Regions from separate parts of the Mus musculus genome. Here all the other regions are linked to region 1. Evidence: chromatin contacts called from public promoter capture Hi-C data. All regions are on one chromosome and are shown on one strand. The core of a region is the stretch at or near the end of the contact, and the rest is flanking DNA. Distances in the headings are between cores, read along the strand shown.

Region 1 (3,496 bases), core at 584-3,083:
TGTTTGGTTCCCCGGTAGAAAATAATAACAATAACATTAACAATAAAATTTAGATGTCAGTGAAGACTCTCTGTTTTCTGTGTCCTTTGAGATTTCTTCATCTTCTTTGGGATTAGTGTCTGTTCAGAGCAGGCTGTTAGCTCCTGTTTTAGTAGGGGTGTGAAGAGGCTATGGATGGGGGGTACAGGGGGTTGCGGAATGAGCTCTCCTCACCTTCCACCTACCAGATAGTCTCCCTCCTTTCTACCGGACAATGAAGCAAACACAAAACTAATCCCCCTTTGGAACTGTACCCAAAAAGTGTCTCACTGGACATTTATATATCAATTGTTGTCATTGTACATTTGAGAACACAGGTGTGATTTTATGTCTTAACAGAGTAAGGATCTTCAATGGAAAGGCCAAAAGGAGCAGGGCTCCGGGTGGAGCGGGGAGGACACGATGAAAATATTGTGCTGAGCATTGCTTTAGTATTTTCTCCTGGCTCGGTCCATAAGTTCAGGGACTTTAGAGAAACAGCCACAAACCCTGTCCTCAGTCCTTGTTCTGGGGTCTTGTCCCATCCCCCAAAGGCCAGCTGATGTGCACTGTTCACTGTTGTGTCATCCTGGCTACCACACTCTGTGAAGGAAAGAGGCCTGTGGAGTTATTCTCTCCCAGTCATACATTATGTCTTTGGCCTTTGAAGGCAAAGTAAACAGTGGCCATTCTTATTAAAGAAACAAAATTTCTCTGCTACTAAAGGAACAGTGCTATAATACAATGTAAAATGCAGATTCTTTTCCATATGACAATGTTATGTTTCATTTTATCCTTTGTCTCCAGCAGTTGCCCAATAGTACCTTTTACCCAGTGGAAAGAGCCTGGTTAATAAAATCCTATCCCTTTAAAAGTGAAAGACCTCTTTTTAGGACATGACAGTCCTGATCTCTGACTTCTTGCCAGAAAGACCAAATGAATTTAATGTCTTATTTTTGTGGGGATTTTTTTTTGTCAGTGCTAGAGTAATAGCTTTATTATTCTAATAACCAAATAACACTCTAATAAGCTAAATAACAACCCTAGTGTTCACAATGCTGGTCCAACTCCACCATTTCTACCAGTAAGCCTTAGTAAAGCCCATCTAAAGGAAGATGAGGTTTGGGGGACTTTATCTAGAGGAAGCTGTTCTTTCCTGTACATTTTTTCTATGTCTCATGTGAGCATGGACTTCACAGCGGCTCTGTCCAGTACACTTGTGGGTTCCAAACTGCCTGACCCCTCATAACCACTTGCTTCCCTACTAAGAACAATCTCTTGTCTTGTAGCTGTTGACTATTGGGAGAGACAAATGTTTACGTTCTAAGTCATAAGTGGAAGGTGCTTCATTCCCCAAGTCATTATTAGCAAAGGTGCCTTTTCTACATAGATAAGTTAAAAAGAGAAGGGGACAGAATTCTTCTTGTAGGTTTCTCACCCGAGGAGTGCGCAGTGGCTGCAACAGCTGCAAAATGCCTGGAGGTTGATTTTTCTAAGGAAAGGGTGGTAGAAAGTATAAAAGAAGGCCAAGGTGAAATTCAGTGTCACATCAGATGCTAGGCAGAGGGAGGAAGGTGAGCAGAGGTAAGCCACCACAAGGGTCATTTCAGCATCGCTCTCTACAGCTGTGGTTTCTCTAGTTCTTCAGTGTCACTCTGTCATTGAAGGCTGGGCACAGATGCATCCTGGAGGGTTGAAGAGGAGAAGGGGAGGAGGAGCTTGTCTTTAGGGGCAATACCAGTAACAGTTCCTGCTCCTGCAGTAGCCTGAGTCAGCTTTGTGTGATTACTCAATACGGCACTTACTACACACTGGGAATCAGCACATGTTTATTCCCTCCAGAGCTGGGTTTAGCAGAACATCAAGCAGTGGACTGTGGGGAACCATAAGAGCTTGAGGGTATAGATTACCTGAAGTGATCTAATAACCAAAGGGGATTGAGACATGAGACCAAAATATTCTGCAACTCTGTTCCTTGTAAAGAAAAGGGATGTGAGCAAAGATGTCAGTGCTGGGAAAACAAAACCTTAAAGTCTATTCTGAACTTTAAGCCAGTGACTTGCTGCCCGCTGTGCGGTTGGGTTGTGTCACCCTCAAAAGACACATGGAAGTTCTCACTATATAAGAATATGACCTTATTTGGGAGTATAGTCATAGGGAAGTAATAAAGCTAAAATGAAGTCATTTTTTCTAGTGTCCTTACAAAAATAGAAACTCGGGTATAGAGACAGAGACAAATATATACAATGTAAAGACACTCAGGGAAGGATATTTGATGTCACAGAGCACCAATGCTTGCCAGCCATCACCAGAGATGAGAAAAGACAAGGAAGGGATTTTCTGTAGAGATATCAGAGAGAGTTCTGCCAATGTTTGGAACATCCTACATCTAGCTCCATGAGATAAACATATCCCTGTTGTTTATTTAAATCATTGTATGATACTTGTTATAGCAATGTGTAAAACTAATACAGCTTCAGAAATCTAATTATAACAATAAATCTGTTTACCAGTCATTTGTAATGTGCATAGTATGTGCCAAAAGCTGTATTTATGTTTTCAGAGTTGATCCTCATAAAAATCTTTCCGAGAAGAGATTTCTGTTGGGAAAGATGGACCGCACACATTTCAGAATCAGCATGGGTGAATTGCCCATAGATTTCTCAAGGCGGACCTCAAAGAGCTGGGTTCTTGCATGAGATGGTAAGGCCATTTCATTGTACCCATCAGTTGCTCAATTCACTTCAAAACTGGAAATGTGACTTTTGGCCTGAGAGGCCATATTGTTAAAAGTGATTGTCATGAGTAACCAAACCAACTGGACTGGCTAACAATGCACTATTGATTCAAGGTTCTTTAACTATCCTGCACTGAGTGCTTCAGGCAGGGACTGGCTTAGAGAGCCAGCTGGTGGTTCCAGGTTCCCCAGGATAAACGCTTCTCGCTAAATCATTTAGCAAGAGTGAAATGTCAGGGCTACAAAACAGAGCCCCACTGAGAAGGGAAAGCATTCTAAACTGCCAATCAGAGGGCTTATTAAACAGTAGCTGGGCTGTGAGGGAAGTCTAATAAAGACTGGAGCACCGTGGATAAGCCAACAATTATCATGATATTTGAGGATAGCTATCTGAAGATTTCACAGGCCAACCAAAATAGAAGCACCTACTTTAAGCTTCATAGCACACTATCTTTGGCCTTGTAACTCTATCTTGTCTTTAGGCTTCACAGTCCAGACTGAAAGCTTAAGATTAAATTTGAAAGGTTTCAGTCCAATGTCGATTGGGTGATTAGACTATCCTAAATAAAGTAATAGTGTTGGTGGCTCTCAGATGATGGCAATAGAGAGTTCAGACTCACAGATACAGTGTGACTGTTATCATGAAGATGGTCTCAAAGAACTTCACAGCTGCACAGTTTCCCTCTCCAAATTCTGAGATTCTGGTCCTGCTTTGGCCTCAGAAAGACTGCATAAGGCAAT
Region 2 (3,496 bases), core at 651-3,150, 750 kb before region 1:
ACTCTCATCCACAGGCTGACAGAGAACAGGTGACGGCTCAGAGTTCTCGTCTAACCTTAACTTTCCGTTCTGTGAGGACAAAAATCAGACACAGTATGGGATAGAGTGAGCTTAAAGTCTGAGATAAATTTCCAGCCCCGACTCACCACCCTACACATAAATAAAGAATGTTATTTTAAAGGCAGAAGACACTATCACGAGCTGTCCCATGTTAACTAAATGAACAGCATGCCTGGTGCACATTTTGCTTTGCCCAGAAATGCAAACTCAAAGGGAAAGACAATAAGGGACACACCAGAGTAGGATATGGAGACCAGACCAGTGCTAATGGGTCAAGTTTTCTTAATCTTTAGGGATATATATAATTTGTTTGTATTTGGGTTTAGTGGCCATTTCCAACAGATAAGCCTGGTTGCAATGGGAATTCAGGCTTCCCTTAAGCTTTGATGAAACTCTTCTCCTGCCTCCTCTTCCTCTAAATTTTCTTTTTACTGGTAAGAGCCCTTAAGACTTCTGCAGCCCTTCAACATGTGCAACTGTGTAGCATCAGACTAGTCACCAGCACAAGGGAGTCAGTCCAACACACTGTGTGGTTCAGGAGCAGATGGAAGTTCCTAAAAGACAGGCACTCTACCTTTAACCCCAACTGCAGAAGAAAGGAGATGTGTCAAAAGTCTGTTCTCCTAACCTTCGGCGGAGAATTTAAGGGGAGTGTTTCTGCTCCACAGGGGGTCTGGTGACAAACACCAGCCCCCCAGCAGAGACCTTGGTTTTATTGCTAGAGGGCAGTAAGTAGTATTACGTGAAGCACCTCAGGGTACTCGCAGTGAGAACCCCATTCTTTGCCAGGACCTCCCAACTCTGCCAAGGAACTGTGGTGAGTGAGGTCCTGTGCTAAAAACTGGTCCCCAGCTTTAAAGATGCCCAGATTCTGAAACTGCGCCTTACCACACGGAGCAGGGTCACACCAACTCAGGGGAACAGTAGGAGACAAAGATCCACACTCCCCCCCAAACTTTACACAAGCGTGCTCTTGTAGACGCCAAGGCTCCACAATGCACATTCCATCAATCTTTCACTGCGGTCCGCGTCCCCCACGCAGCCTTTCCAGAAACTTTAGGGCTGTTCACACCGACTTTAAAAGACCCATTGTTAACCTCCCCGGGAACACAAAGTGGATGAAAAGGGGATCAAACCTCTATTCCTAAGGACCCCTTTTCATGGAAGAAGGTTGAGTCTCGGGGCGCTATGTATGGGAGAACTCCGGCGGGAAGGCGCCGGCAAAGGCGGACGCTGGAACCCACAGGATGTTGTGCTTCTCGGCAAAAAAACGCCAGCACAGGGACAGCCAGGCCTCCAGGACGCCAAGGTGCGCAAGTCGGGTCTGCGCCCTCCGGGCCCTTGGGACCGCCAAGGAGGCGGGGCTGGGCACCCGGGACTAGAGGAGCCTTACCTTCCCCTCCCCCTCCTGGCGTCGGTCTACTCAGGTGTCTACGCGATGGCCAGAGGAGCAGGAGCGGGAGCAGAGCTCCTGGAGTCCCCGCGTGCAGATCTCCTCTCCATGGCCAGGAACCCGCGTCCCGCTGCCGCTCTGAATTCAGCGGCAACCTACGCCGGAGGAGAAGCAGTCGGGGCCGGGGAGTAACGCTCCTCCCTCCGCCTTCGCGGCCACCTCCTCCAGCCAGCCCGGCTTGGCGCTCTTGGATCCTTCCCTCCCGGAGGAAGAGGAGGGGAATCGCCGTCCGGGCGGCGCGAGCCTGTGCGGCTCCGAGACAATAGCGGCAGGCAGGGCGCGTTCCCGAGCCGCGCAGGTCCCCGGTTCGGCGGGCGCCGCGGCTCGCTAGGGTCCCTCTAATCAGCCTCCGGCCACACAAGCGCCGGCTCGGCTGGGCCGAGAGTGCTGCGGATTGGGCAGGCGGCCCCGAGCTAGGGAGGCGGGTCAAAGGCGGGGTGGGCGGGGCCTGTTGTCAGAGGGACGAGACCTGCGGAGGCTCCGCCCACCACAAGCTGCAGACGAAGGCTCAGCGCCTCCAGCTGCCTTCAGCAGGAAGGACGCCCGCCAACACCGTCGGCGGCCAGGGTTTCCCAGCGGCTCCTTGACCTTCGGCTACAGATGACTACCTGGGAGTTCAGGAAAAGCAGCGGGCCTGAACCTGAGTCTGTGTACCTCATCATCCCAGCTGAGTCTGATACTGCTTTTTTTGTCACCTCTTGACAAAGTCGACCTGAGCCTGCACCCCTCATCACTCGAAACTGAACCTGCATCTTCTCGGGTCTAGCCAGGCTGCTGAACCCCTATTACCACCACCACCACCACCCCACACACACACACACACACCACCACCACCACCACCACCACCACCACCACCACCCACACACACACACACACCACCACCACCACCACCACCACCACCACCCCTGAGACACACACACACAGGGTTGAACTCTTTTCTCTTCCTTTATCATCCAATAGCTGAGTTCGACATCTTTTATCGCTCCGGAATGAAGCTGACTCGGCATAGCAGTATATTCCCCCAATAATATCCCGCAAGCCCCCCACCTCACTCAAAACTTTCTGAGCCTCGGGTCCTGGCGCCTCGACTGCCCCCACCTGGCCAACAAGGAAGCTGGATTCGTAGCCCTCTCAGCAGAGTCAGTGTGTTCTTGACTTCAGACCGTTGTCCAGTTCTGGTTAGGAGCTTGGAGCAGCCCCAGCATCTCACACTAAGGCCAGAATAAATATACCTAGGCCTGGTCACGCCTTCTGGCCACGCTACTCTAGAGTGGCTGAAGCTTGCAGGAGGCGGAGATGCAACACTGAAAACCAATCCTCAGCCCACCCTACTGCAGAATATACTGGCCGGGTGGCATGAGTAGCCCTGCCACCACCCGGTCCCCTGGAGGAAGTTGCTCTGGCAGAGGAAAAGCCTTTCCTGCAGCAAAGGGCGCGACCTGGCTTGGTCCGTCAGACCACGAGGTCAGGAGCTAATGACAGCTGCCAGATTGCCAAATCCGGACAGTCATCATCCTCTATTTAATTCGGAGTTGGACGTGTCGCCTCTGGGGAACTGTTTCATTGAATACTGTACAGGCAGGATTGTTCATTTTTCAGGCTCACTGTTGTTTGTCTGTCTGTTTGTTTATTTGTTTGTTTTCTCCCCCTTCCAGTAAAAATTCAACCGTGTAGCTATGATACACCAGCAGACAGAAAAAGGAATACCCTATTTCCAAGGTTTGGTTTAGGACTTGGTAGAACTGAACCAATGTTTCCAGACTGGGGCTAATAAGAATCCCCTGAGATCCTAAAAAACTTGGAAATGCCTCAACAAAGCTCTATGGACTGAGTCAGAGGAGTCTGCAAATGTAAATTTTGGCAATGCTTCTGGACCGAACCCACAGTTAACTAAAACCTTGGAAAGATGCAGAAGGAGAAGCTCCAGAGACATCTGAGCCGTCACAAAATCCTTACCCATCTGCCATCTCCAGCCCCAGTCCC
Region 3 (3,496 bases), core at 593-3,092, 620 kb before region 1:
CCGTTTTCCATTGGTAAGACACCGGCACCGATAACAATGGTGATATTCAAAATACTGCATTGGCTACGAGTAGATTTATTACCCAACTGAATCCATGCGCCAAGTATATGGACACACATTCTCTAAAATAAGTGTTGATTGAAAATCCCCGTTAATGTAAACAAATATGTCAATCACAAACCGCACCTAATTAATTCTACTCAAGACTTAGTAGTTTTAGGTACTGCCCCAAGATGTCCAAAATTCTCTTTATACGCTGAAGGTTTGAAAAATGTAAATCCTAGGGATCAAGCAGTATATACTGCACAAGGAATGGAATACCTTTCATAAACTATCAGAAAAAAATTAAAGGTCACCCTTTCCGCGGGGCCCCGTTATTCTAATCCTTACCAAATCTGCTTCACATTGCCTTAAATCAGAGCAGCACTGATGAAACTAAATATCCTGCTTTTGACAGAAAAATCACCAAGATTAAGGCTCTGAACGTTTTCTTCTTTCTCTCTCTCTCTTTCTTTCTTTCTTTCTTTCTTTCTTTCTTTCTTTCTTTCTTTCTTTCTTTCTTTCTTTCTTTCAACAGAAGCGGAGGGAGGTTAAACTCTCCGAACGTCCTCCACACACTATAATTTGACACAACTTTCCTGGTTTAATATTAAATACAATTTCAAACAGAACTCTCCAACTTTCAATTCAAATCCAACCTCTCCCTCCTTGAGTTCTCAATCAGAGATGATACAAGTTCAAGCCATGGAAAGCAGCTCCCGCGACAAGCGGAGCGGGATACCCAGCTCAAGCTCCGGGCGGACTCCATCTAAAATCGAGGCTGGCGGGACCCGGACACCGAGCCGAGAGCGAGGGCCCGAAGTGGCCCAGATCCAGGGAGGGGAGCGGCGGCCCGACCCCATCTTGCGGTCCTCCCTGCGGGCGAGGAGGCCCGGGACGCACGGCTCTCCGCTCGGTAGCTCCGCTCCGAAGCCACCCGGCCTGGTCCCCAGCTCAGAGCGGCGACCCCCCGACGGCCCAGCAGCCCAGCCCCACGCACCTGCAGCTGGGCGGCCGCGGCCGCCAACGCGCTGTCCTCCGCGGGGCGCCGCCCGCCGACTCTGCGCCCGCGGCCCGGCCCGGCGAGGACGCGAAAGAGAGCTGCGGTGCCCGGGCGCGCTTCGTGGGGCCCCTCCACGCGCGTTCGCGTTCTGCTGACTAACGGCTCCGCCGCGAGGGGCGGCCGCCGCCGGGGCTCTCCGGCCCGAGGTCCCGCGCGGCCGTGGTCGCCGTCCGCAGCGCAGGGCCGGTGCTGCCTTCTCCGCAGCCCGCCTTCCTTGGCACCTCCGAAGGCCGCCAGGCGGCGGAGCGCGCGGCCGCGGCGGGCGGGAGCTGGGAGGGCGGCGGGGGGCGGGGGGGCGAGCGGCCCGGTTCGAGCTGCTCAGTGACTGGAGGAGGGCGCCGAAGCTGACCCGGGCTCCGGGCTGCAGGCGATCAGGGCACCGGCCTCGCCCACCTTCCACCAATCACAAACTGCGCAGCGGAGTCGCTACGCTACGGAGCCGGGAGACAGGTTGGGAGCGTTCGGCAGGAGGCGGGGATTGCGGAAAAGAAGAGCCAATAGGAACGGGGAATCTCCGTCCCTCCGCCGTGATGGACAGCCGCGTTCGAGCCAATGGGGGAGTTCTAGATTCGAAGAAAGCCGGACTTGCACCTTGGGTCCGAGGAAGGCTTTCCGTGAAGCCGGTAGTCGAGGATGTGCGGCAAGGCAGAGCCGAGCGTGACCTCCCTAATGAGTCACGTGGGCCGACCTGGGGCTGGGACGGAAAGAGTAGAAGAACTTCTTCCGGGTCACTGTCCTTAGTCTCAATCTGGGGCGGGAACGTCTTTACTCTTTCCTGTAACTTAAAGGCTGCACCGATTTACAGTGCTTGAGATTTTGGTGATGAGTTCCCAGAAAGGCAACGTGACTCGGTCCCGGCCTCAGAAGCACCAGAATACGTTCACCTTCAAAAATGACAAGTTTGATAAGAGTGTTCAGACCAAGGTAGGCCCTTGCCTGTTGTTCTGACTGCCATCCCAGGGGAAAAAAAAGTGACAGAGAGAGGAAAGGGGACAGAGAGAGGAAAGGAGAGGAGTTGGCGAGCGTGGACTGCAGCCCAGTTAGTCTTGGCTGCAGTGCAATCGTGTCTCAAATATTCTTCCCACGCCCTTTCTTTGGCTTGGCTCTGTTCCGTGAATCTATCTGATGGTCAGCACATCTCAGTAGTGGCGCCGAGACTGGATAGGGCAGCTTAAATTCATCCAACCTAAGGTACCGATGGGGCGATTGACGCCTTGGATGCTCCCACCTGGATCACGCCCCCGCAATAAGAAAATGAAATGAAGGCACTCGTCCGAGTGTCTCTTTGCAGCGACTGTTTTTCCGAGAACTCCCAAACCCATAAGTTTGTAGGGAGTACGATCTTAGCGTCACTGTCCTTATCAACAAGATGTTATTTCAGTTTTGTGTTGGAGCAAACGTTTTGGCTTGTGTAAAAATGGTTGCTTGCTGTCTATACAATTAACTTAGCAGGACCTGTGTAAAGTGGAAGAAAACTCAGACTGTTTGTTACTTGAGATATGTATGACTAGTGATTCTGTGAATAGCGATCCCCTTCCCCATAACTGAATGGGGAGCGGATAAAGGCCTTTAGTCGTCCTGGAGGCCAGCTTACATCAGATAAAGTTAATATTTACAGAAACAAGAGCTCAAATTTCCTAAGTTTGTTCCTTGAAGTAATTTAGTAATTTCTGTGACCTTTAGCCTCAGATAAGAAATCTGATAGGATTATTCGGAAGCTAACAGAAGAGTAACTAGTCTGGGACATAACAGGTGGTCAGCAGGTGATTACGTTTAAAACATTAAAAAGGCAATCCATAGTAACTTGTACTCTGTCTTTCTCTTTCATTGTTTCTCAGATATTTAATAAATACCTTTCACGTGCAGGGTTCTAGACCCCTGGTAGACAGTGTTCAAAACTATTGATTCTGCCTTTACGGAGCTTGTAATTGTCTGAGTAATATGGACAGTCAGTCAGCAGATGGATCTGTAATTACAAATTTCAATAGAAGTTGCTAAAGGGAAAGGCAGTTCAGTGAAGAATAAAAAAAAATAGTTTAAGCAGGGCCCTCAGACCACATTAGCAGACACTCGTCCATAAACCTGCTTTTCCTGTATTTTAGAAAAATATTATGGAGAGAAGTTGGTAAAGAAAATGGATTAATCCACAATTTGGCCCGAACAGCAGTGGGAATAGTAAAGTATAATTTCCTCCCACTGCTCTGTAGCCATCTTAAAATCTGTGGAGAGCCTTGAAAGTAAGACTAGACCATACTTAAATATAATTGTGAGATACACTAATTAGACCTTTCCCCAGAGGAAGGAAACTGGGGCCCCAGGTTGTCTCAGCTCTCTATTCTAAAGACAGTTTTTAAATTTAAGACTGGACAGATAAAAATGGAGAGTTAGAGAACG

What was found. Promoter capture Hi-C pulls out the DNA fragments that hold promoters and counts their contacts.
Region 2: a promoter capture Hi-C map of liver shows a contact between it and region 1, with 6 times the contacts expected there. A contact is called at or near these places in 5 of 39 promoter capture datasets (the SN4741 cell line, liver, neutrophils and 1 more), 3 of 130 datasets of targeted methods (acute myeloid leukemia, astrocytes and pancreatic cancer cells) and 3 of 9 other capture datasets (adipose tissue, embryonic stem cells and liver).
Region 3: a promoter capture Hi-C map of liver shows a contact between it and region 1, with 10 times the contacts expected there. A contact is called at or near these places in 13 of 39 promoter capture datasets (the 3T3-L1 cell line, 3T3-L1-derived adipocytes, the HPC-7 cell line and 8 more), 7 of 484 Hi-C or Micro-C datasets (CD4 T cells, LSK cells, hematopoietic stem and progenitor cells and 4 more), 4 of 130 datasets of targeted methods (acute myeloid leukemia, astrocytes, pancreatic cancer cells and 1 more) and 2 of 9 other capture datasets (liver and macrophages).

What each region holds. Positions count from the first base shown.
Region 1 is chr19:21,030,443-21,033,938 of GRCm38.p6, reverse strand. It overlaps a transcript of Tmc1 not described here. Among named protein-coding and RNA genes, the nearest start is that of 4930554I06Rik, 73 kb to the left of the region's middle.
Region 2 is chr19:21,776,744-21,780,239 of GRCm38.p6, reverse strand. Cemip2 (cell migration inducing hyaluronidase 2) reads right to left here and starts at 1,900. Exons shown (of 24, transcript NM_001033759.2): 1 at 1,454-1,900.
Region 3 is chr19:21,651,137-21,654,632 of GRCm38.p6, reverse strand. It overlaps 1110059E24Rik (RIKEN cDNA 1110059E24 gene), which reads left to right and starts at 1,842. Exons shown (of 4, transcript NM_025423.2): 1 at 1,842-2,026. The coding sequence starts at 1,925. It overlaps Abhd17b (abhydrolase domain containing 17B), which reads right to left and starts at 1,324. Exons shown (of 4, transcript NM_146096.3): 1 at 1,040-1,324.